Linked DNA regions of Mus musculus: all the other regions are linked to region 1. The links are chromatin contacts, called in public HiChIP or PLAC-seq and promoter capture Hi-C maps. All regions are on one chromosome and are shown on one strand. The core of a region is the stretch at or near the end of the contact, and the rest is flanking DNA. Distances in the headings are between cores, read along the strand shown.

Evidence for each region. Promoter capture Hi-C pulls out the DNA fragments that hold promoters and counts their contacts. HiChIP or PLAC-seq counts read pairs in DNA pulled down with a chosen protein or histone mark.
Region 2: a contact with region 1 is called in a promoter capture Hi-C map of liver, with 2.8 times the contacts expected there. The contact joins the enhancer-like site here to the promoter of Ptafr in region 1. A contact is called at or near these places in 23 of 39 promoter capture datasets (the 3T3-L1 cell line, 3T3-L1-derived adipocytes, the C10 cell line and 13 more), 3 of 15 datasets of contacts at CTCF or cohesin (embryonic stem cells, large pre-B cells and pro-B cells), 94 of 484 Hi-C or Micro-C datasets (the 63-12 cell line, B cells, the Ba/F3 cell line and 52 more), 7 of 115 datasets of contacts at active chromatin or transcription factors (the HPC-7 cell line, astrocytes, bone marrow-derived dendritic cells and 2 more) and 3 of 9 other capture datasets (adipose tissue, embryonic stem cells and liver).
Region 3: a promoter capture Hi-C map of fetal liver shows a contact between it and region 1, with 4 times the contacts expected there. The contact joins the promoter of Smpdl3b here to the promoter of Ptafr in region 1. A contact is called at or near these places in 4 of 39 promoter capture datasets (embryonic stem cells, fetal liver and hematopoietic stem and progenitor cells), 5 of 484 Hi-C or Micro-C datasets (conventional dendritic cells, embryonic fibroblasts, embryonic stem cells and 2 more), 8 of 115 datasets of contacts at active chromatin or transcription factors (CD8 T cells, bone marrow-derived dendritic cells, bone marrow-derived macrophages and 1 more) and 3 of 9 other capture datasets (adipose tissue, liver and pancreatic islet).
Region 4: an H3K4me3 HiChIP or PLAC-seq map of embryonic stem cells shows a contact between it and region 1, with 26 read pairs. The contact joins the promoter of Themis2 here to the promoter of Ptafr in region 1. A contact is called at or near these places in 3 of 39 promoter capture datasets (embryonic stem cells and liver), 2 of 484 Hi-C or Micro-C datasets (embryonic stem cells and nephron progenitors), 3 of 115 datasets of contacts at active chromatin or transcription factors (embryonic stem cells and stem cell-derived neural progenitor cells) and 3 of 9 other capture datasets (adipose tissue, embryonic stem cells and liver).

What each region holds. Positions count from the first base shown.
Region 1 is chr4:132,561,022-132,567,465 of GRCm38.p6, reverse strand. It overlaps Ptafr (platelet-activating factor receptor), which reads right to left and starts at 3,399. Exons shown (of 2, transcript NM_001081211.2): 1 at 3,192-3,399.
Region 2 is chr4:132,814,354-132,821,175 of GRCm38.p6, reverse strand. No RefSeq gene overlaps it. Among named protein-coding and RNA genes, the nearest start is that of Themis2, 21 kb to the right of the region's middle. Within about 2 kb of position 4,560, at least 48 of the 459 cell types and tissues checked have an H3K27ac peak or open chromatin away from gene starts, as enhancers often do. A contact at or near this core is called in B cells, the HPC-7 cell line, Kupffer cells and 9 more, where this site is marked.
Region 3 is chr4:132,752,907-132,758,918 of GRCm38.p6, reverse strand. Smpdl3b (sphingomyelin phosphodiesterase, acid-like 3B) reads left to right here and starts at 1,748. Exons shown (of 8, transcript NM_133888.2): 1 at 1,748-1,934. The coding sequence starts at 1,874.
Region 4 is chr4:132,792,731-132,799,470 of GRCm38.p6, reverse strand. Themis2 (thymocyte selection associated family member 2) reads left to right here and starts at 3,107. Exons shown (of 6, transcript NM_001033308.2): 1 at 3,107-3,211. The coding sequence starts at 3,118.

The sequences.
Region 1 (6,444 bases), core at 2,150-4,649:
GGTAACAGTCCTTTCAATGGTGGAGGGAGCTAACTCCCTTCCCAGTGACCTCACAGTGTTCCTCCTGCCAATAAGTGACAAGTCCGCCCTGCACTGCGACAACTGGATCTTTTGGGAAGAAGCCTCCAGATTGGCGGGAGGGAAAGCATGGTCACTAGAGTCATGGGAGCAGGACTCCGGTCTCAGTGGTGTAACCCACCACCCTAAGAGAATCTCTCCTCAATTCAGAGCCCCAGGGTTTTTATCTGAAAACTGGGGTGCCCTGCCAGCCTCAACGCAGGGTTGTGAAAGGGAAGTGAGATCCCAGGAGGTGGAAGGAGGTTTGGAAAAGGGTAACACTCTTGGTAAAATGCAATGGACTTAACAAACTGGAAAGGGCCCTTGCACAAGTGACTGACATATTTTCTGGCCCAGCCAGCTCAAGTGTTCTGCAAAGCTAGTGGAAGGTCCTACTCCCGTAGAGCTAAACACCCACTCCCGCTCCGACTCCCACTCCCACACAAATACACATGGAAGCTTCTTCCACTCTCGTCACAATTCTAAGTGGCTGCTCAGAGCAGCTGTGCTGGGGGCTAGCCTCTGATCTAGGGAACTGATTCCACACTCAGTAAAGACTCCTGTCCCTGAAGCCCATCTGTGCTCCTGGACTCTAGCTCAGCTCTCATTCCATCCTGAGCCCAAACCTCCTTCCACTGAGGGGACCTGTATAGAAAAGAAGGGGGTCAATGGCCTTCAGGAAGACCTGTCTGCAGGCCAAGCGTGGGGATGTCTCTGATTCCCAATAAAAGAACAAACAGATGGGAAGGAACTGGGAGGAGTAGAGGGAAGGAAAACTGTAAGATAGATAAATAGATAAGATAGATGGACAGACAGATAGACAGACAGACAGATAGGTAGATAGATAGCTATAGATAGATGATAGTACATAGATATATAGATACATAAATAGATGCATAGATATAGATAGATAGGTAGATAGGTAGGTAGGTAGATAGATACATACATATGTACATACATACATAGATACATAGATAGACACATAGATAGATACATAGATACATAGATAGACACATAGATACATAGATACATAGATACATAGATACATAGGTGTATACATAGATACATAAGTACATAGATAGATGCATAGATACATAGGTACATAGATAGATGCATAGATAGATATACATAGATAGATACTTTTTAAAAAAAAGATAAAACTGATGCCATGCCAGAGGCTCATCACATCTCAACAATCAGGAGGAAAACTTGCCCATGAGGCACATTTGGTCATCACTGCCAGGGACTGTGAATCCCTTGCCTAAACGTTCACTGACCGGATGGAGTGACCCAAGGTGACTAGGGTGAGGGCAGAGCTGGCCTATGGCTCACTGTCCGCCCCTAACAAGTACAGTTTTGATGATATCTTTTCATCTACTTAGTACAGATCTGGGAGATGTTGTGGAGGTCTCATGTAGCCCAAGCTGGCCTTCAACTTGCTACATAGCTAAAGCTGACCTTGAACTCCTGATCTTTACTGCCTCTGCCTCTCGAGTGCTGGGATCACAGATGTGCCCACCATTCCCAACTCAGTGCATATTCCTGTGCACGTTTTTCTGCCAAACCCTGCTAGCTAGGAGAAGAGACGATAAACGCACAAACAATTGCTCCTCTTGTCAGCATTGACAGTGACACTCCTGTTCTTACTGTTTTATGCTCAGCAAAGCACGTCCCCCACCTTCTTAGTTCATCCTTCCACAAACCTACAAGGTCAGAATTTTAAACCACAAAGAAGAAAATCGAGACTACTCAATGGCCCAAGGTCGCCGCAGATTATAAGCAAAATGGCAGACACAGACGGCCAGTCATCTCCTTTTCTCTCTGGCTGGGTGTGCAGAGGAAAGGATTCCCTCTTCTCTGGCAGTCACCATCCCCCACCCCAGCTCACTGACCATCTGGAGCGCATTCTAGTGCTCTGTCAAGCCGCAAATGAGAGAGCTATGAGTCCTTTATCCCTCAGTATCCCCCAAGTCTTCGGCCAGCAGCTCTGGTTTGTCGGCATCACCCCAAGACTTCCTGCAAGGGAGAGATAGCCAGTACCACACTGGCCTTTGTCCCCAACACCTGAGATTTAACGTGGCAACCTTTTGTGGACCTTTGTACCAGCCACCCAGTTATCAACATCCTCTGCAGTGGGTGTGGTCCCGGGGACCTAGCTCCATCCCAGACACTTTAGCTCAGCCTCCCAGGAAAGTCTGCTGGGGAGATGACATTGATTATACACAGAGAAGGTGTATAACTTCTCCAAAGTCACACAGCTAATAAAGCAAATGGAGGTCTGCTCACAGACCTCTAAGCCCTTGCCTCCCGTCCTCACCATCGCCTCCCAGAAGTTAAGGCTAAGATGGCTCCATCTCACTCTCAGAAAAGAGGGGTTCCCTTGGAGTGTCCCAGCACCTGATCACAGGCCAGAAATACCTACCACTCAGAAGGCTGAGAGAGGGTTAAGGACTAAGACTAGAGGATGGAGAGATGGCACAGGGATTAAGCGCCCTGGACACTCTTGGAAAGGACCCAGGTTTTGTTCCCAGCATCCACACAGTGGCTCACAATCATCTCCGAACTCCAGTTCCAGAGATCTGACCCCCTCTTCTGAACCCCAAGGCGCCAGGCATGCACACAGTGAGCATTCGTACTTGTATACACATACAATAATCCAAGGTTGCCTGTGCTACACAGTGAGTTCAAAGCCAACCTCGGCAGTGTGTAAGACCTCGATGTAAAATAAAAGTCAGGGATGGTGAGATAGCTCAGTAGGTAGAGGCATCTGCTGCTAAGCCCGAGAAGTGAAGCCAATCCCCAGGCCCCACATGGAAGAAGGAGAGAACAGACCGTCACAAGCTGCCCTTTGACCCACACATGTGCACCGTGACACATACATATACACACAATAAGCAAATAAAACGTAAAACAAGGGCTAGTGGCCAAGCATGTGTGTAGCCCTGGCTTTGGCCTGTCGCACAGCCATAAAGCTCTTCTTGAATATTAAGCCTGGCCTGAGAAAGATGCCAGATGGTTCTTTTAAAATCCAGCCACCCATCTACCTTAGTATGACCTGGAGGCATGACTCTGGCCTCCTGAGGAGACCTGTGTAGGGTTCTCCTTTGCCCAGCCAGGGCTGGGACCCTCCTTACCTGTAGGAGGAGCTCAGCCGTAGGCTCTGCTCCCTCCTGGTCCAAGCCTCAGCTCGAGCCTCTGTGTTGTGGCCTGGCAATTGCAGAAGTGAGGAAACAGAGCAAAGCACTGCCAAGTCACCCCTGGGAGGAAACACAGTGACCCAGGGCCCCTCCACCAGATGCCACAGGAACCTCCACACGGACTGAGCCAGCCAGACTCAGTACTGCAGAGGTTTCCTGCAGAGCAAGCAAAGGACAGAGAGGGTGTCAGACAGGGGGTGTGGAAAGGGGCGGGGTGGGGGAGGAGAGGGAGACACACAGAGACACAGAGAGACACACAGAGAGAACCAAAAGAAGCAACAAACAGTTGGCACGAGGAGAGGGAAAGAGAGTCAGAAAGGAGGGGAGAAGGCGAGAGGGGTAGAGGGAGGGAGAACGGCTGATGTAAACAGGAGCGCATGGGAGGAATGAGAGAATACAGAGAGGAGATTCAGGGAGGGACAAGGGAAAGGATGGATGACAGACAGAGAGCAGTCTGCACCGGAGACTGCCCAAGAGCTTGTGTGAATGAACACACCAGCGCATATACCTCTGTAGGGGAGAGAGAGGTGGGGGAGGGAGAAGCCACTAGATGAGGAGAGGGAGCTGGAAGCATAGCTTTGGTCATTAAGACTGGGCAGGGAATCCCTGGTGAGCAAGAAGAACTGGGCCCAAGAAACCCCTGGGAGCCCAGAACCACAGGGCTGGAGGAAGGAGGAAATTTCTCAAGCCCTTGAGCTAGAGTTCAGCTGCAAGTGAGTTCCCGGTAGGAAGAGAGGGTGAAGAGGTGTGGGCAGCTGGGGTAGAAGCCAAGTGAATTTGGTGTGAGAGCATGAGTCAGGTGAGGACTTCCATGTACGCAAATGAGAGAACCCCTTGTTTTGGTTTCCTTCTGCATAGCACTCAGGAGGTCAGCCAGGCTCCATGATAGACGCTGTCTATGGATAGCAGACCCCTCAGGTATCAGCTGACCCAAAGCCCCCTCCTAAACATCAAGGAAAAATGAAGCCGAAAGAGAGGAAAGTCTGTCTTATGGTGAGACATGGCGCCAAGTCTGTCTTGGAGAGCCAAGAAGGCAGGGATTCTGACTCCCCACCCAGTGCCTAGCCTCAGGTCCTGAGTAGCCAAGCTAGCCCCTTGCTGCTGGTCAGATGCCACCGGTGTTCCTTGTCAATGCTAAAATGGTTCCTTACAGGTCAGAGCATCATTAACATGAGCTTCAGCTCCGAAGAACTAAAACAACCGGGTGTGTGGCTCACATGTATAATCCCAGCCCTTAGAAGGCAGAGACCGGGAGTTCAAAGTCATTCGTGGCTACACACTGAATTCAAAGCTAGCGTGGGCTACATAAAATGCTATACAAGAGGAAGAGGTGAGAAGAGGAGGAGGAAAAGAGGGAGACGGCTCATTTGGTAAGTGTGTCTATGACTTGAGTTCAATCAGGGGCCGGGGATGGGGGGATGGGGGAGTCAGAGGTGGTCGTGCATGCCTATCATCTAGCAATGGAGAAGCAGTATGGAGGCTCCCTAGGGCTTGCTGGCCAGCCAGTCTAGCCAAATCACAAACTTCAGGTTCAGTGAGAGATGCTGTCTCAGAAACTAAAGTGACTGTATGTTGGCTATATGGCTCAGAGGGTAAAGGTGCTTGCTGCATAGCCTAATGACCTGACTTCAATCCCTAGGACATGCATGGGGAAAAGGGAGGTGAGGGTCTACTCTGGCCTCCATACTTGCACCATGGAGCACAAAAATGCACAGACACACAGACACAGACACACACACACATACACTAAAATACATAAGACAACGAACAGAGTTGGACATGGTGATTCATGCCTTTAATCCCAGCATTCAGGAGGCAGAGGCAGAGAGGCAGGTAAATCTCTATGTTTGAGGCCAGCCTGGTCTACAGAGTGAGTTTCAGGACAGCCAGGGCTACACAGAGGAACCCTGTCTTAAAACAGCAAAACAAAACAAAACAAAACAACAACAATAAAAATGTTTGCCTGTAACCCTACACACCACACACTCTTTTTTTTTTTTCAAGACAGGGTTTCTCTGTGTAGCCCTGGCTGTCCTGGAACTCACTTTGTAGACCAGGCTTGGCCTCGAACTCAGAAATCTGCCTGCCTCTGCCTCCCGAGTGCTGGGATTAAAGGCATGCACCACCACGCCCGGCTCCATACCACACACTCTTAAGCATCATATAATCTTACACACAAATCCCCTCACCCACCCACCATGACACTTGTGCCTGCCCCCATGTACCTTCTCCAGTTCAGCCTCTACACATAAGCTGCCACGGATCTCTTCTTGTCTTTTTATTTTGTGACACTGTGTCTCCAAAACAAAACATTTTTAATAAAACAAAAGAGGCATGTGGAGTGTTTATATGTGTGTGTGTGTGTGTGTGTGTGTGTGTGTGTGTGTGTGTGTGTGTGTTTTAATTGAAGCTGAGTCTAGTTGTGTATGTGCTTAATTGCAGCATTTAGGAGGCAGAGGCAGGTGGAACTTACTCTGTAGACCAGGCTGGCCTCAAACTCACAGAGATCCAACTGCCTTTGCCTCTTCCTGAGTGCTAGGATTAAAGGTGTGAACCACCATGTCTGGCTTACCAGACAGGGTTTTATATAGCCTAGGCTGCATAGCGAGCTCCAGGACAACCAGGACCACTTAGGCTCTGTCTCTAAAACAAACAAAAATTTGAAAACCAGGTAAGTGACTCATGTCTGTAATCCCAGCATTTGGGAGGCTGAGGAAGAAGGATTACTGTGACTTTGAGACCAGACTTGGCTAATAGCAAGTTTCCAGACACACTGGGCTATAATATGACTCCTTGTCTGAAAGAGAGAGAGAGAGAGAGAGAGAGAGAGAGAGAGAGAGAGAGAGAGAGAGTTAATGAGACTATGCCACATGTTGTATTCTCATCCCCTCCCAGGGCTGAAGCAAGAGGATTGCAGAACAGGCAGAGGCCACCCTGGGCTACATGGTGAGTTTCAGGCCATCCTGAGTAACAGAGAGAAACTCTTTCTCCAAAATAGCAAAAATGAGTCAGGTAAGAGCCATCACTTGTGAGGCAAAGGCAGATAGATCTTTGTAATTTTGAGGCTAGCCTAGTCTACATAGTGAGACCCTGTGTATAAAAAACAACTTAAGGGGCTGGAGAGATGGCTCAGTGGTTAAGTGTACTGACTGCTCTTCCAGGGGTCCTGAGTTCAAATCACAGCAACCAC
Region 2 (6,822 bases), core at 3,311-5,810, 250 kb before region 1:
GGATTTGAACTCAGGACCTTCGGAAGAACAATCAGTGCTCTTAACCACTGAGCCATCTCTCTGGCTCTTTTTTTTTTCCCCCTTCGGTCTTGATGTTTTATCACAGTAACAGAAAAGTAGTGAATACCACAGCAAGGCCACTCTGACCGTGATGGGTCCCTGCACAAACAGGACTACTATGTGACATCTGAGCACAGACAAGACATGAACGTAGTGTGTTGGGGCCTTGATGGACTAGAGTTGCCTTCTTGGTACAAATCCTGACCCTGGATAAAGTCTAGGAGGACTGTCCTATGTGGTAAAGCAGGACCACAGGGCAGGGACATTCGGAAGGCAGAACTCATACAAATAAGGTCAACAAGCTCATTTGCTCAACCTCCGCTGGCAGTGCAATCTCTACTGGCTAGCTGAACTATGTAAAAAGTAATGGGAACATTTTTTGCTTTCAAGGTAGGGTCTCACGCTGGGTGGTGGTGGCACACGCCTTTAATCCCAGCACTTGGGAGGCAGAGGCAGGCGGATTTCTAAGTTCGAGGCCAGCCTGGTCTACAGAGTGAGTTCCAGGACAGCCAAGGCTACACAGAGAAACCCTGTCTCGGACAAAAAAAAACAAAAAACAAAAAAACAAAAAACAACAACAACAACAAAAAAGATAGGGTCTCACCATGTAGCTCTGACTGTAGGGAACAGGTTATGAAAAGCAGGCTGGCCTCAAACTCAGAGCTCCTCCTGCCTGTGCCTTCCAAATGAGTGCTGGGATCATAGGCATGCCCCTCTGTGACTCACCAAAACCTCGCCTAGACTACACAGTTCACTTTTGAAATGAGCCCACAGTCTTTCGTCTGTGTCTACCATGATCCTGACTCTCCTTTCCAGACCCCTTCAGGCTGACGGTTGTTTTGACCATGACACCTAAGCAAACTTAGGCGCTCCTAACTGTAACAGGGTCCCAAACTTTAGTAGGCCCCTCAGACCTTAGCACAACTGGTTTCATAATCGAAGTGCCAGCCAGGCTGTGAAACTCAGCATGTAGTCAGCACCACCTGCCAAAAATGAAAATAAAGAACTAACCCATCAAGTCCACAGTTTTAGGAAACCAGGATGTGCTAAAAATAAAAGCTCGCCGTGATGCTTGGAGAGATGGCTCAGAGGTTAAGAGCACTGGTTGCTAACATTGTCATGGCAGCTCACAACTATCACCAACTCCAGTTCCAGTGGGTCCCAAGCCCACACAGATACAAACGCAGGCAAAACATCAATACATTAAAAACAAAAAAAGTTCACCCTGAGAAAGACTCAAGCTACATTGGGATCCAGAACACCCAGTGTACTCTCTGGCTGGCTAATAAAGACTTTTAAATTTTATTTATGTATTTATGTATCCATCCATTCATTCATTCATTCATTCATTCATTCATTTATTTAATGTGTTCTGTCTTCACACACATACCAGAAGAGGATATCAGATTGGTTACAGATGGTTGCAAGCCACCATATGGGTGCTGGGAATTGAACTCAGGACCTCTCAGAAATACAGTTAGTGCTCTTAACCACTGAGCCATCTCTCCAGCCCTGATAAAGTCTTTCTATTGGCTTAAACCCATGTCCAGACAGCTTTCTGGTGACTACCCCACAACACTAACTTGTTCATAAAAATGGCTTCCTTTGAGAAATACTGTCGTTTGTGGCTGGAGTGTTCTGTTACTGTTGTCTTGATTCTATGGTTTAACAATATTGCCTGAGCTGGCTTCAAATGCCTGGTTTCAAATGATCCTCTTTTTTTGATCTCCTGAGGAAATGGGACTTCAGTTGTGCCACCGTGTCCAGCTAAGGCTGGGACTTGAAGGGCAGTTAGAGGTTATCCAGGCACAGAGTGAAGAGTATCCCATGAGTCTATGGTCCAGGGAAGCAAGAAAGTACTCCAGGGTTAAGAGCATATGCCTGGAGCTGAAGAGACGGATTAGTGGGTAAAGGGTTTGTAGTGCCAGCATGAGGACCTGAGTTCAAATCCCCAGCACCCACATCAAATGTGCACTAAGAGCCCCAGTGCCTTGTGGGGGAAAGGCCTTGCTTCCTTAATGCCATCTATTGTCACCTGCTCTATCAAGTTTTTTGTCTCCTTTGCAAAGTTCCCTGAGTCCTGAAGAGAAAGGTTTGATGGAGACTTTCCATCTAGGACTGGATGCTCCAAGGTAACTAACTTACTCTCTGCATATTGTCCAGTGTTGTTCTCTACTTGTTTATATCTATTACAGGAAGAAGTTTCTCTGATGATTACTATGCAAGACACTGATCTATGGATAGAGAAGCAGGTTACCAGGAGTCATTTGTCTGTTAGCAGAACAAACCTTTTTGGTTTTCTGCTAGATACCTGGCTATTCACAGGTTCTTGGCCACTTAACATGTGTCAGGCATGAGTTCCAATTCGTGGAGTGGGGCTTAAATCCAATTACTATGATGGATTATTCACACATCTTCTTTAAAATTATTTATTATCTCTGTGTTCTGCCTGCATGTATTCTTGAAGGCCAGAAGAGGGCACTAGATCTCCTTATAGATGGTTGTGAGCCTCCATGTGGTTGCTGGGAATTGAACTCAGGACCTCTGGAAGAGCAGCCAGTGCTCTTACCTGCTGAGCCATCTTTCCAACCCTGTCCCCACATCTTTCAAGCATCTATTGCACCAGCATATGATGGAGACAGTGCACCATTGTAGATCAAAGCTGAGTCGATGGCTGCCTTTCTCTTTGGGTGCAGGATACCTTCCAGTAGAATGAACACTAGTCAAGAAGAGATGAAGGCTCTAGTTAGACAGCAGCTCAGATTCTCTGTATTCAGTGAGATATGTAGGTGTTGTCTTTAGATATAGGGTTTACTATCAGTTTGTGGAAAATAACCAATAGACTTGGCAATAGTTTGAGTTGTTGGAGTAACTTTAAAAGGGACCCCTTTGGCCAATGACCCAATGAGATGTAGTATGTTCCTGACACTGAAGGTTTCGTTTAGTGGTGAGAGATGTCTAGTGTGGGCTTTGTCTCTCTGCTATCTAGTGATTATATTTAAATGTTTTTGTTCATGTGTGTGTGGATAAATATATAAATACACATACATACTTACACACACACACACACACACACACACACACACGAGAAAGAGGGGGGAGGGGGATGCATACACACACACACACACACACGAGAAGAGGGGGGAGGGAGGGGAGGGAGATACACACACAAGAAAAAGGGGGGAGGGGAGGTAGGGGAGGGGGGAGAGAGAGAGAGAGAGAGAGAGAGAGAGAGAGAGAGAGAGAGAAAACAAGAATGTACCAGGATCCATGGAGCCATGTTATTAGGGGCTCGAAATTGAGCCCCAGGCCCATGGGGAACCTTGACCAATGTGACAAATTCAGAGCTATATTTTAAAAGGCCATGGTGGGTGGGAAGCTGTAAGGGGCAGGGATCAGCAGCTTGCTCCACTGTGGCAGGAATGTGGCTTACAAGCTCTGGGAGGAGGAGGAAGAGGAGGAGGAGGAGGAGGAGGAGGAGGAGGAGGAGGAGGAGGAGGAGGAGGAGGAGGAGGAAGAGGAGGAGGAGGAGGAGGATTCAGGGCCTGGAGGCTGCTGGCCCAGACACTGGATTCTTCAGAGATGTCATTCAGTCTAAGGACAGCACCTGAGGAGTTGGCTCTAGGAAAGGCACTGAGTTGAAGGTTCTCTGTGCCACAGGATACAGGAGTGGTGGCGCATTTACCTGGAGCCCAACGTCAGGCTACAGACACAGGCTTGCAGATGGGCGCAGAGAAGCTAAAACCGAGGAAGAGAAGGATCCTGAGTGGCATAAAGTGAAGCCACAGGCAGGAGGCTCAGGGTGCAGGGACAAGCAGAATCAGTGTGCCCCACCCCTACTCCTCCATCCCATGTCTCTCCACCCACACCAGTCACTTCTCTGATCTCTGGCTGTGTGGGTCATATTGGTCCCCTGTAGTTCCCTGGCTCATGTCTGCCCCTGTGCCCAAGCACCTAAGCAAACCCAGAGTTCAGGTTTCCTCCACACTCTGCATTCTGTCCCCCAGAATGCCTCTCCCATCTGCTTCCCTCCCAGGCTGGTCCTCTATGGTCTCTCGTCTGACTCACTTCCTAGCCTCCATCCTGCCTCTTCCTGCCTGTCAGGCCACTTTCTACACCAGGACCAGTCTGTTGAAAATCCCACAGGCTTTCTGAAGCTCCTCACTCAAGTAAAATGGGGCTCCCCCACACCAGAACTTTTTTTTTTTTGTTGTTTTTTTTGTTTTTGTTTTTCGAGACAGGGTTTCTCTGTATAGCCCTGGCTGTCCTGGAACTCACTCTGTAGACCAGGCTGGCCTCGAACTCAGAAATCCACCTGCCTCTGCCTCCCGAGTGCTGGGATTAAAGGCGTGGGCCACCACGCCCGGTTCCCCCAGAACTTTTTATGATAAAAGCCAAACTCTGCCTCCCACATGAAAATTCTTTCGGTTCCTTGTTGTCCTCTTGTCTTGCCTCCTGTTGGTCTCCCCCTCTGAAGCCCCAATACTTCCTCTGACCAGCTTTCTCTGGTCCCCAGGCTGCAGAAGCAGGAAGGCCACTTGAGTAACCCTTACACACGGAAACTGCCTTGTCTATTGTGACAACTGTTTCTCCAGGGAACTACACTTTGGCCTTTAAACAAGACCCGCTTCAGGGTCTCCTTTTCCTTCTTCTCCTCTTGGTTCCTAGATCCTACCTCAGCTGAGAACTCCTCTCCCTCCCAGCCAGAAGGAGCAGCTTGCTAGTGTGTAAATTGACAACATGACTGTTCCACGGTATGGGAAATGGGAAGGTTTTCATTTTAGATAGGAGGGAACAGCTGGAGACATCTGGAAGAGTCCAGAGCAGAGAGAGAAGTAGACTGAACAAGGCCAGCAGACTGGCTGTGGCCAGGGCTATCTGCAAGAGGGGCTTGGGGGGGGGGGAGCAGGAGAGAGGGAATGAGGAAGACACACTGGGAGGAGCAGGAGCAGAGCAGAACAGAGAGTGAACATGGCAGGGTTAGCAGGGTTATAAGGAGGAGGGGCTGTGGAGAAAGCAAGAGAGCAGGAGGAAGTTCAGGGTCCGGGTGTGAATCCCAACCATGGAAGAAGAAAGTCCCCCAGCCCAAATCACCATGGCCAAGTTAGTTAAAGCAAGCTTTTTTATTTGTATACAAGGAATGTTTCCCCCTAAGGGTGGGGTTTGCAAGTTCAGACTCTGACTTGAAGGAGACAAGGTTTCTATAGCTCAGGAGTAGGGTGTTTTCAAATGGGGGATTTGGTGGGCAAAATATGTATGGTTGTAAGAGCAGATCGTAAGCATAACAAGTTAGTCAAACCAGCCTTCCCTCCCCAGCACAAAAGTGGGGTTGCCAGGTGGTCCTAACAAGGTAGTCATAACAACGGGTAGTCATAACAACCTTTTTGAAACAAAGGTAGGGTTGCAAGATGGTTATAAACAACTGTCTTAAACAAAGACATGGTTGTGGTTTCTCTAAACAGGCAAGACAGAAATGGTTGTAGTTAAGGCTACAGGTGGGGCATACCTTGAAGAAGAGAGGTTTAGTCATAAACAGGAATGAGCCCAGCTTGACTTTACTTTAAGATTTTAAGGTGGCTTTTACACCTAAGGTGGAGGCAGACGAGTTCATCATTCCCTCCTCGCCTTACCTGCCCCTGCCAACTTTTTGATTGGGTCTTAATGTTCTTTATCTAGGAGTTGGAGGGAGGGACAAAGTTTGTAATGCATCAAAAGATGCACGGCCTGCTTATGAATTATACCTATTTGGTGAGCATAGAACAGATGTTTTAAGGCCCTATGGTCCACCACTAGGCCACCATTTTGTCCCCTTCACCACGGAGTTTCCTTTGGACCTAATATTCCAGCTCCTTGCTGAGGACAAGAGGTGACATCATCTGTGTAACTACTTCCTGCTGAATTTAGGAAGCTGTTGTCAGGGCCCAGGAAGGCTGTAATATTAGCCAGTGGCCAGGATGAGGTTAAGGTGATGGGGGACTCATCAGAAGCATCTTGTTTGCTGACCCAGCTGAAGATACAGGGAACCATCACATCAGCTGGACCGGTTTACATCAGCTTCCAGCAAGTCTGGGCCTTTCTGGTTTTCTAGGTCTACCTGGGACTGGTGTGGTGTAGATCATCTTTGGGGCAGTTTGTAGTTGGTAGCTGATTTCTCGGTGGTGTCTACCAGCCTGGTGGAACTCTGCCAAGGCAGATATAGAATAAGGACAGAAGCTAAGGTTCAAGAACTTAAAGAAAATGCTTTTTGGAGCTTCCCCGTCAGGAATAGGAAATAGTCAGGGAAGCTTAGGCTGTTGATTGACAGATGTATTTATCTGGAGTCTGTTTGACCTCTGAGAGGTGGATTCAAGTCTTACAATGTTTTCAGTTTCTTGACGCTTATATTGTAATCTGCATTGAAATCCATGGTGAAGCCCATACTCTGTAAAACATCCTGAGTAGACCCAGGCCTTTGGGTCATAGCAAATAAAAGCCATGGCTTTTGGTTAAAAGCATGAATGTTTTCTGTCCAAAGGGCTGGATATAGATTGGAGAGAGAGATTTTTAGCATAAGGAGAGGCATCTTTAAGTCTATGTATATACAACCAAAAGAAATTTAAAACCTTGTGACCGATAAAGTGGTCAGTCCTTGACCAGATTGTCAGAACTTCACTGATCAATGGTAAAACTCTGAGCCTTTGAAATCTTACTATTTCAATAGCATAGAGTGAGTTGTATTGATATATCTTACGTCATTTTTAGAGTTTCATCATTTATTTAGAC
Region 3 (6,012 bases), core at 499-2,998, 190 kb before region 1:
TAAGAGCCCTGGGTACTCATCCAAAGGACCCAGGTTCAATTCACAGCATCCAAACAGCAGCTCACAACTGTTGGTAACCCCTGTTCCAGAGGATCAGCCACCCTCACACAGACATACATTCAGGCAAAACACCAATGCACATAAAATAAAAATAAATTAAAAAAAAAAGATTTATTTAGGCTGGGCGTGATGGTGCACAGGAGGCAATCCCAGCACTCAGGGTACTCAGGAGGCAAAGGCAGGCAGATCTCTGTGATTTCCAGGCCAGCCTGGTCTATGGATCGAGTTTCAGGACAGTCACCCTGCTACAGAGAAACCCTGTCTTTAAAAAAGGAAAAGAAGAAGAAAAGAAAAAAATCATGTTTTATATATATGAGTATTTTCCATATATATATATGCATATATATACATACACACACACATATATATGCATGCATATATAATATATATATATATGCATGCACTATGGCACTGTGTGTGTAGTGGCACTGAATGCCCTGGAACTGGAGTTAAAGACCGCCTTTACCCTCTATGTAGTTGATGGAAACCAAACCTGAGTCCTCTGCAAGAGCAGCCAGTGTTCTTAACTGCTGAGCCATCTCTCCAGCCTCAACTTTGCCTCTGATCCTCTTCTTGGCTTCCCAAAGCTCCCAGCTCAAACATCTAAGCACAGCCTGGCTCCTGCCTGCTTCAGAGCCTCAGAAGCCCCCATCACTCTTTGCAAAACTCTTCCCCCTCCACTCTTCCTCCTGCCTCACTAACGCTCCTCTCCCACCTCCCACACAACCTGTTTTCTCCTGTGTTCATCAAGTTCAAGCTGGTTAGGCGTGGGAGTGTGGCGGTGAGCTAGACAGTTTGCCTTGCTTGAGTGAAGATCTGGGTTTCATCCCTGTACGGACAACAACAGGAGCAAAAAAACAAAAAGAACAAATAGAAATAAATAAACCACAAAAAGACAAAGCCCAAACCATCCCTAACTGCAAGGGAAAAAAAAAATCAAAACAAAGGGAGTAAGTTTATGTCATCTCCTTCCAGAAACCTCTCATCGCCTTCCTCAGACTTGAGTCACAGCTCTCTCTGTCTTCTCAGGTTAGGTAACTTGCTAAGGAGTGATTCAGCCCTCAGGCTCTCAAGGCATGTTCAGGGGGACAACACCATCTTATCTCCCTTTTGCCCAGTTTCTAGTAGTCCTCATCTCCTGGCACGATCAGCAAATAACTCTGTTTGTTGTTTGTTTGTAATATCGTTTCAGGTAGCCCAGACTGGCCCCAAAGTCATCAAAGTAGCCTAGGATGGCCTTGAACTCCTAATCCTCCTGCCTCAAGAGTGCCAGGGCTATCCTTGAGAGAGGGCTTGCACATCTGGTTTTAAGGCTAGCTTTTAAGGCTCTTTGGTTGCCACAGGTAGCTAATTCATTCATCCATCCGTGTTGCAGCTCTGCAAGGAGAAGACAGTAAGTCGATGGTGCTTCCTGCATTTTCTGGAGGCTGACTGAACCGAAATGCCTTCAATTCGACTAGAAAACTTTAAAGCGTACCTCGAAGATCCTATCATTTTGCTCCTAAGTACTTATGAATTTCTTTCGAAAAGTCGGGGAACTCCAACACAGCACCTTGCAACACAGATGCGGTTTCCACAGAGACCTACAAGCTATTCCAGCGCTCACTGGTGCGTCCCTCCTCCAATCAAGCGCACGCCCTGCTGGGCAAGAGAGGGAAAAGCAAGAGCAGCCATCCGCCAAGGATAACTTGGAACACTGGAAGCAGCCAAACGAGTAGTTCTGCCCAGACACGTGGCTGGCCACAAGGTGGGAACCCGCGGCGCAGACGGACTTGGAGGAGCTTCGGCCGCCCGCCGTGGGGGGATCCAGAGGATGACGCTGCTCGGGTGGCTGATATTCCTGGCCCCCTGGGGAGTCGCAGGGGCTCAACTAGGTAGGGCTGCGGGGGAAACCTGCTTGATTTTTGTTTCGTTCTAGGAACTGGGGCTGGGGTCTGTGCTGCCGGGAACCGTTCACAGATCGTGGCTTTAAAAGGAAAGTAGATTAGAGGTTGAAGCGCAGAGACTTAGCCATCAAGGCTGTTTGTGTGTGTAGCTCAGTTGGGAGACAGAGTTCAACGGCAGTCTAGGATGCATGAAACATTGTTCCAAAAGCAAAACCAAACCAAAAAGTGCTCAAGAGGATTTTAAGTGCCAGGGGCAGGACACAGACTTTGCCAGGGGGACAAGGATCTAGTACATGAAAGCTAGACACTGAGAGGGAGCCGGTGGTCGGGAAGATTCGCGAACTCAATCAGGACACTCAGATAGAAGGCTCTGAGGTACAGTGGTTGTTCAAATGAGCGCGTTCCATCTCTGGGACTCCAGAAAAGAAACACAAAACATTGCCACCGAGAGGTCCAGTTCCCCAAACCCATACGGTGGAAGGAGAAAATCTTATTTCTGCAATTTGTCTTCTGTGGTGTCTGTCCACCCAATAGATAAATGTAAAAGAAAACAAAACCAAACCTCAAACAAACATAAACACAAAAGCATTAGTTAGAAGCCCATCTCTGTACCCTGGATGAGTGTAGGAACCAGGAAGACAGAAAGAAACCAGGAAAAAAAAAAATCAGGACTTAAAGGAAGAAACATTCCCTCAGCTGGGATGACACGATAATCACAGTAATCCAGGTTTTGTTTTTGATTTTTAAAGGCATAGTATTCCAAGGTGACCTTGAAGGGGTTTTTTTTTTTCCCTTGAGATAATGGTCTAACTGTGTAGCCCTGGCTAGCCTAGAACTTACAATGTAGATCAATCTGGCTTTGTACTCAAAGATCCACTAGCTTCTGTCTCTCAAGTGTTGGGATTGAAGATTTGCGCTATCACACCAGTCAAAAGTTACACTTGCTTTTTGAATTACAACTCAGAAATAGGAGGTAGATGTAGTCCAGAAGATCTGTAAGCCACTGCCTAAGAAAGTTTATTGTTTTTACCTGTGTGAGTGTTTTGCCTGCATGTATGCACATGTGTGCCTGCTGCCCCATGGAGGCCAGAAGAGGCCATCAGATTCTCTGGGTCTGGAGTTAAAGACAGTTGTTGGTGCTGGGGAATTGAACCTGGGTCCTCTGTGAAAGCAGCCAGTGCACTTAACCACTGAGCTATCTCTCCAACCCCTGTGCACATGATATATTTTACATAATATCATCGCAACAGCTTAGCTTGTGAAGTATCTTTAATGTCCGTTTTACCCAGAAAAACTGACCTTGAGAGAGTAACTAGCCCAGGGTTACACAGCTGCTGAGTCTGGCCTGAAGCAGGCTGTCCAGCTGTGCTCCGTGTATAATCCGGCACTTTGCCGGAGTAGCCCACTAAGGAAGGCCAGAGGCAATTAACAATTGTTGAGCACTTTCAGTGACCCTAGACTTGGCATTAGGTTCTTGGAAAACTGTCTCTTTAAAACTTATTTGAAAATGAAAAAAATAAAAGTCTTGATCATATATATATACACACACACACACACACACACACACACACACATATATATCATGCCTACACACACACTGTGCGGAGATCAGAGGAGAACTTGCTTGGAGGAGATAGTTCTCTCCTTCCACCTCGTGCGTGACTCATGGGTCCTAGGGATGAAACTCAGGTCATCAGACTTGGTGGCAGTTCCTTCACTGCTGGGCCACCTGGCTGTGCAGGTTATTGAATCTCAGGGAGCTCCCTGTGTTGCTCAGGTTTACCTTGAACCTCTGAGCTCAAGTGAGCCTCCAAGAACCTCCTTAGTAGCCAGCACCACCGGCCCACACCACACCTGGATGTTCCCAGGAGACTGGGTACTGTTACCACCATATTCATTTCACAAGAAGCTTGAGGGACACAACGCCTGTCTGCAACCCCGTAGTCAGGGCGAACGTTGCTTATTTGCTGTAAGCCAAATGCCCTTCCGCGCTTTCCCTGGAACTGTGGACTGAATTTTTTTTTTTAAGACTATCTTCTATTTTCTTCACATTGGCTGGAATACACACATGTATAACTTTAAAACAGAAAGTAGATTTAAAAGAGAATTTCAGTGCTGGAGAGATGGCTCAGTAGTTAAGAGCACTGACTGCTCTTCTGATGGTCCTGAGTTCAAATCCCAGCAACCACATGGTGCCTCACAACCATCCGTAATGAGATCTGATGCCCTCTTCTGGTGCATCTGGACTCAGCTACAGTGTACTTAGATATAATAATAAATAAATCTTAAAAAAAAAAAAAAAGGAATTCCAGGGCTGGAGAGATGGCTTAGTGATTAAGAGTACTAACTGCTCTTCCGAAGGTCCTGAGTTTAATTCCCAGCAACCACATGGTGGCTCACAACCATCGGTAGTGGGGTCTGGTGCCCTCTTCTGGTGTGTTACAGTGTACTCACATATAATAAATAAATCTCAAAAAAAAAAAAATTCCAGGAGCTGGATGGCTCAGTGGTTAAGAGCACCCATGTTGAGAGGCTCACAATTGCCTGTTAACTCTAGCCCCAGAGGATCCCACACTTCTGGCCCCCACAAGCATTTGCACTCACAAGTGAACAAACACTCTCACATACACTTGATTAAAAATAACAAAAAGAGCCGGGCGTGGTGGCGCACGCCTTTAATCTCAGCACTCAGGAGGCAGAGGCAGGCAGATTTCTGAGTTTGAGGCAAGCCTGGTCTACAAAGTGAGCTCCAGGACAGCCAGAGCTATGCAGAGAAACCCTGTCTCGAAAAACCAAAACAAACAAACAAACAAACAAACAAACAGAAAGAAATTTGTAAGAAAAAAAACAAGAAACCAGGATCCCATAGCAGCACCTGCAAGTGTCTTCAGGGTCTTCCTGGTGCACAGGGGACGGCCGAGTTCCCGATCAGACAGCAGCCATCTCCACGTTGTGCGCAGCTGTGTGGCCTACCATCCTTACCCAAGAGTTGGGGTGCTGTCCCATCATGCAGCTCCTTGTCCCCCCATGCAGCCCGTGTAACACACCACCTATTCCCCTGCATCATGTGACACAGAGAAGAACAAGTCCACCAGTGTGGGTCAGCAACATTGGGAATGTCCGGAAGGCTGCATCAGGGCTGAGGGAGAGGGACTGGTGTAGTACTGACCAGGGCCATGGCAGCAGCTTCCTCACCTGTGTGACAGGATGGGTACACCTAACTGGGGAGCTGTTTTGGGGGTGGTTATGTAGTTACCATAGGAGCAGGAAATGTTAGTGTTAGCAGAGGAACCTCAACTATTTCATGTGCTTGTTTTGGTTTTTTCAGACAGGGTTTCTCTGTGTAGCCCTGGCTGTCCTGGAACTCACTCTGTAGACCAGGCTGGCTCCAAATTCACAGAAATCCACTGACATCTATCTCCTGAGTGCTGGGATTAAAAGCATGCGTCACCACTGCCCTGTTTACCTCAAGTCTTAGTTTATAGAGAAGGAATTACAACTGAGGTACATTTATTTATTTGGGGTGTATGTGTGTGTGTGTGTGTGACACACTTGAGCTTGTGTCAGGGTGCACACGTAGAAGTCAAAAGGCAACTTACAAAACTCAGTTCTCTCTGTCTACCATGTACAACCCTAGGATCGAATGCAGGTGTTCAGGGTTGGCAGTAGGTGTCTGTCTACGTGCTGGGCACTCATCACGTCCTTTAGATCATTGCTGAATGTCAACAGCAAAGGACTGAAGCCAGAGCAAGGGCACTTTGTGGTGTGGGTTACCATGGTGACGGACAGATCTTGGAGTCAGAGGACCTAGAATTGCAGAGGAACCTTGTGCAATGTTATCGCCTTACTCTGTGGGAAACAGGCCTAAGAGGGAAGAGAGTGGAGGGGCGGGGAGGGGAAGGCCCACTTTCAGAAACAGTGTGGGTCTGGGAATGGTCCTGAGGCTGATGTCTTAGCCTCCACTCCTACCCCTACTCCAGGCTTCTCAGAAGAGCACTTTCATCTGTATCCTTTCCTCTGGGCTTCCATATGCTTGCTTTCCCAGAGAGGAAACGAAGGCTCAGCT
Region 4 (6,740 bases), core at 1,858-4,357, 230 kb before region 1:
AAAGTAAAGCTGGAGCTGAATATGGTGGCACACGCCTATAATCCCAGTACTTAGAAGACTGAGGCTTCTGGCCAGCCTGAGCAACAAAGTTCATCTCAAAAATTATAAAATAAAATACAAAATGATTTAAAAATAATTAAAAGGCTGGGCAGTAGTAGCACAGGCCTTTAATCCCAGCACTCGGGAGGCAGAGGCAGGCAGATTTCTGAATTTGAGGTGAGTCTGGTCTACAGAGTAAGTTCCAGGACAGCCAGTGCTACACAGAGAAACCCTGTCTCAAAGAAAACAAAATAAACAAATAAATAAATTAATAATAATAATAATAATAATAATAATAATAAGAATCTAGGGCTGGTGAGATGGCTCAGTGGGTAAGAGCACCCGACTGCTCTTCCGAAGGTCCAGAGTTCAAATCCCAGCAACCACATGGTGGCTCACAATCATCCTTAATGCAATCTGATGCCCTCTTCTGGAGTATCTGAGGACAGCTACAGTGTACTTACATATAATAAATAAATAAATCTTTAAAAAAAAAAGAATAAGAATATAAAGACAACAGGAGGGGGCTGGAGAGATGGCTCAGCAGGTAAGAGCACTGACTGCTCCACCGAAGGTCCCGAGTTCAAATCCCAGCAACACATGGTGGCTCACAACCACCTGTAATGAGATTTGATGCCCTCTTCTAGTGTGTCTGGAGATGGCAACAGTGTAATAATATAATATTATCTATAATAATAAATAAATCTTTTTTTTTTCGAGACAGGGTTTATCTATATAGCCCTGGCTGTCCTGGAACTCACTTTGTAGACCAGGCTGGCCTCGAATACAGAAATCTGCCTGCCTCTGCCTCCTGAGTGCTGGGATTAAAGGCATGAGCCACCATGCCCGGCTATAATAAGTAAATCTTAAAAAAAAAAAAAAAGACAACAGGATAAGCCCCCAGAAATCCTGTGTTCTCAGCTTCACAGTTCCCTAAGCATCCCTGAGTGCAGGAGCCTCCTCCCTTCCTCCGCCTTCTTTGTTTTCCCTTCCTCCCTTTCTTCCTTCCTCTCCTCCTCTCTTGTGCTCCCTCATCGTTTCATCCCCCTCCCTGCCTCTCCTCTTCCACCCCTGCAGTAGTGCTGTGAAGATGGAGGTATTCCTGGTGATCTCCTCCATGTCCAGTGACCCTTGGTGAGCTGTTCACAGTACCTGTTAATATGAAAAATATTCAATCCATCATGGAAAGGTCTAGAAAACAGTTGAGAGACAGTAGACAGCCCTTCACCACCAGGGTTCCCTGGAGCCATGAGAACTTCTGTTTTTCTACTTACACATTTTTTTTTTCAGCCACAAGGAAGTCAGTTTCCATTTCATCTTATTTCCGAAAACAGAAGACAAGGCATTAGGAGAAACTGCATTCCGTTTTTAAGCTAGGCTCTCATGACGACCATGTTCTTTGTAACCCAGGGATGACTTGAATCCTGAGCCTCTCAAGTGCTGGGATCACAGCCTGTGCCACGGCACCATTTTTACTTACCTATATCAGAGGACTTGAGTGTCCTAGAGAGATCGGTAGCCATCTCTGCATCACTAGAGGTGTCCAGACAGAGGTGTATCTGGGGATAGACAAGGCATGTCTTCTTCCTCAGACCCAAAGGGTAAGGGTGTGTATGTCCTAAGAGACCCCAACTACACTAGGGAGCTGTGTACCTTGTTTGAACTTGGAGTACTGTGGAAGAGGCATCTGGGGGCACATCTCAGCTGGGGAAGTGGGATCGTTTTTATCTGTTCAACATCTTCATGGTCTGAGGTAGTTAAATGGTACATGCCTGTTATTCCAGAACCTGGCAGGAGGAGGCATCAAGAGCATCAGGAGTCTAAGGAAGCCATTCTCAGCTACACAGTGGATTATGTGAAATCCTGCCTCAAAAACCCAAAACAAGGCAGAGGATGCAGCTCACTTAGTAGAGTGTTTGCTTTGAATCCATGAAGCCCTAGGTTTAGTCCTCAGCATCTAATAAAGTGTGTGTGACCACACTCATTTTAGATGGTGGAAGAAGGAAGATCAGAAGTTCAAGGTCATCTTCAGCTACACAGTAATTTAAGTACAATTTGTGCTAAGGGATACTCTCTCTGTCTGTCTCTGTCTCGGGTCTGTCTCTATGTCTCTGTGTCTGTGTCTGTGTCTCTGTGTCTCTGTGTCTTTGTCTCTCTGTGTCTCTGTCTCTCTCTCTGTCTCTCTCTCTCTCTCACACACACACACACACATACATACACACACACACACACACACACACACACACACACACACACACACACCAGACCTCTGGGTATCAAATTATCAAGTCTTGCCAGGTGTAACTGCACACGCCTTTAATCCCAGCACTCAGGAGGCAGAGGCAGGCGGATTTCTGACTTCGAGGCCAGCCTGGTCTACAAAGTGAGTTCCAGGACAGCCAGGGCTATACAGAGAAACCCTGTCTCAAAAAAAAAAAAAAAAAAAATTATCAAGTCTTGATGTTAGATCTGTTCGATGGAGCCAAGTAAAGAAAGGTGTGGGAATTGTCCTGGTTGTTCTTTGGTCAATTTGACCCAAGTTAGAATTATCTGGGAACCTCTGTTGAGAAATGCCTCCATCAGACTGCTTGTAGGCAAGCCTGTAGTGCATTTTCTCCACTTATGATTGGTGTGGGTGGGCCCAGCCCATAGGGTGTAGGTAGTGCCAACCCTGGGCAGGTGGTCCTGAGTTGTGTAAGAAAGCAAACTGAGCAAACCAGTAAGCTGTGTTTCTTTATGGCTTGTACCAGTCCCAGTCCCTTTATCTCTCTCTATCTGTCCGGAGTTTCTGTTCTGACTAACCTCTGTGATCCCAGAGTTGTAAGATAATAAACCCTTCCCTCCCCAAGTTGCTTTTGGTCATGGTGTTTTATCACATTAGAAACCTTAAGAAAAGATTCAATTTTAGAGATGAAGAGACAGGTCAGGGGAAATAAAGTCCCCATTCAAGAGTTCGGGGCGCTTCAGAGAACCCTGTAGGGCTCCCGACCTGAGGGGCGTGGCCTCGGTGGGCGTGGCTTCCGGACTGTCCTCTGCAAGCTGCCGATCAGTCTGAGCAAATCTAGTCGGAACGCGACCATGGAGCCGGTGCCGCTGCAGGACTTTGTGAGCGGCCTGGACCCCACCTCCCTTCCGCGCGTGCTGCGGGTCTGCTCCGGAGTCTACTTTGAGGGTGAGCGGGCTCTGGGTGGAAGGAGCTAGGTATGATGGGTCATGCCTGTAATGCCAACACTGGGGAGCTGTGGCGGGAGGATGAGTTCGAAGCTAGCCTGTTCTATAAAGTGATTGCAGGTCAGTTTGGGCTACAGAGTTAGACCCTGAGGGATCTGGGGTTGAGTTCAGACGCTGCTGTCCGAAGTTTTATGAATCCGCACCAAAAGGCGCCACCTCCCTGCTCTTCAGCTTTTGTCCCATGGGTGATGAGAAGTCCTGAGTTTAACTCAGGCTTTTTCTCAACTGAGGCTCCTCGGTAATGCTAACAGAAATTGTGTGGCAGCTAGGCAGGAGCGATCTGAACAGCCTAGGAAATCCTGTCTCAAGCAACAAGAACAATTATAACAATAAATGGACAAATAAGTGGGGATAACTCGTCCATCGTTTCAGACAGGCACTAGGGTGCTCACTGTCGTTATTGGGGTTGTTCTGAGAGGACCTTGTTTTGTAGCCCAGGCTGGCCTTAAGTTTGCAGCGATCCGTCTGCCTCTGCCTGAATTTGCCATGCCTGGTTCACTGTTCATTTTTCTTTCTTGCTCCCTCCCTCCGTTCTCTTTTATTATCTTCTTTCCCTTTCTGCAAGGATCCAACCCAGGACCCTGAGCTCTCACCACTAAGATATATTCCAGTTCGTTATTTTAGCACCAGATCAGCCCTCCCGCTGAACTCTCTGCTCCTTGCCTCTGAGTCTCTCTGTTCCTCTGCTGGATTCTCAGATGGAGTGGTCCTCCTACCAGGGGGATCCTTCCCCGCTTTTTGCCTGTACATTTGCTCCTTGCCCATGGCTTTCCGCAACCCATAGCAGAGAAGAGATGGCCATATCAGGACACAGCCACCAGTTACTGGCCAAATAACATGTGACCAGGGACTGACCACTTGGGTAAGGGAGGGAAGAAAAGGGACCGACCGGGCTGCTCTGTGGAGGGCAGAGGCGAGAGTGGAGGGAGATGCTGAGATTCAGGGCTCCTCCCTCAGACAGCAAGCTGTCTCATGGATGCCTGCTTCATTCTACTCCCTGGAGTGAGCGAGCCAGGCTCTGCCACAGCAGCTGCCAGCAAAGTGTTCTGATGGCCAAGCGGGTTATAGACTGACCTAGGAGGATCACACAAGGGCCACCACAGTGAGTCTCTCTGGTCCATCGGAATCTGATGGGTCCCTGAAGTGGGACTCTGGGAGCCTGGTCATTCTTTTCTCCAGCTCAGAACATCCTCCCAGCGTCTCTTGCTTACCTGTGTCACAATACCCGAGTTTCCTCATCTGCTATGACCTGGGGTGATGGGAAGTGGAAGGACTTGGGGTGACGTGAGGACAGACGGATGTCACAGAGTGTCGGTATGCAAATGAGGTGAACGGGAAGGTAGATGACCCTATGGGGCAAGGTGTGGTAGAATTCCTGACCACATGGGATTCCAGTTTTGGAGGTTGATACCCCATGTTCTGCCTCCAGCCACCCTCACCTCCCCCTCCTCCCACCCCCACATTACCTGCCCTGCTGCAGATGGGACCTGGGCCATCTTACATCCTAGACTACTAACACTCTAGCTAGTTCTTAGCTAAGATCCTTAGCATTTTTCTTTCTTTCCGTTTAAGACAAATTCTTCTTGTGTAGTTCAGACTTCTCCAGAGTAAGAGTTCTGTGGTTACAGATATGTACCACCACAGCTGGTCTTCCGAGCCTTTGTTTACATTGATTGACTGATTGATTGATTGATTGATGGGGGGGCACGCATGTGTCACGGTATGAATGTGAAGGTCACAGGACTTTTGTTTTCTTCTTCCTCCACCATGTGGGACTTAGGAAGGGAAGGGTCTTTACGATATCTTGCTGGCTCTTTTCTGTTCATTTTGAGGCTGACCCGGCACTCCCTGTTCAGCCAAGGGTGAGCCTGAGTTCCTACCCTTCCTCTTTACCAATCATTGGAGGAGCTGACGCCACCTCTCTGAGCTATCACTTTTAGGAAGGAGAAACTGCTGTTGATATTTTTTTAGAAAAGGGAAACTGCTGGCCCGTTCCGGAAGGGCAGTCACGCGTCCTCAGGGCAGTGAAGTGCCAGTCACACTCAGCACAGGGCCAGGTATATATAACTCCATGGCTAACAAGCTCCTCTTCTTCGAGGTCCACCTCCGAGCAACTGTGTGCACTTTCCTGAGGGGTTAGGTTGAGGTTGACACCAGTTTCTCCTGACCCTGTGAGCAGCTCTCCAAAAGCTCTCCCTGGGAGAGGGGCTCCAGGTGGTCAAAAGGTCCTGCCACCTGCGGTTTCCCATCCTCTGCCACTGGACACAGACCCTGGGCACACAGCACTGTGAGATCTCTATTGCTTAGCTTCTAGTGTTCTTTAAGGCTTTAGCACTTTGCATCAAGCAAGTGGCTGCTGAACTTGGAGGTGGTGCTCAGAGCCTCAATCTCCTCTACATCCTCTTAAGAACAGCTCACCAGGGGCTGGTGAGATGGCTCAGTGGGTAAGAGCACCCGACTGCTCTTCCGAAGGTCCAGAGTTCAAATCCCAGCAACCACATGGTGGCTCACAACCATCCGTAACAAGATCTGACTCCCTCTTCTGGAGTGTTTGAAGACAGCTACAGTGTACTTACATATAATAAATAAATAAATCTTTAAAAAAAAAAAAAAAAAACAGCTCACCAGAATGGCGGGCGGAGTGAGCTAGCTGGTAGGCATGGTTACTGCCAGTCCAGACAACCTGAGACCAATCCCTGGATCCCACAGGGTGGAAGGAAAGAACTCCCTTCCAAGAGTTGTCCTGACTTTCACACCTATGCTGTGGAATGCATTCAAGATAAACATTTTAAAAACAGAAGCTAAAAGTGACTCATCGGGACGGGGGGGGGGGGGGGGTGTTGTAGCTCAATTGGTCCAGTGCATCTCGCATGCATGAAACCCTGGAGTTGAATCCCGGTACCACAAAGAATTCGGCATGGTGGCGTACACCTGCCTTCGAGCACTCTGGAGGTAGAGGCAGGAGGATCCGCAGTTCAACATCAGTCTTAGTAGAAAGAGATCCAGGACAAGCTGAACTACAGGAGAGTCAGCTGAGAGAGAGAGAGAGAAAGAGAGAGAGAGAGAGAGAGAGAGAGAGCGAGAGCGCGAGCAGCTCACTCATCTGAAGCAGAAAGCAGGCGGTGAGAAGAGCTGTATCTATGTGAAGCCCACCTACCCTGAGCCTGATTTTGTAACTGTAATATGGGAGTCGGGAGTCACTGGCTAGTTACTTCATCACGGGTGGTATCTACCCCCAGAGGCTGCAAGGATGTTGAAAGGGACCCACCCTGACCATGCACACACTCCAGGAGAGCCAGGAGAAAGTGCACCATCAGGCCTGTGGTGGTCAGTGAAGACCGGGGAAGCTGTCCGAGGATGGCCGGCTGAGCCAGCTGCCCTTTAGCAGGGAGAAGTAAGGAAGAAGCCTGAGGGCTACACTAGGGGGGATATGTATGTTTGGAGCCCAGTCCAGACCCCAGTACTTCGAA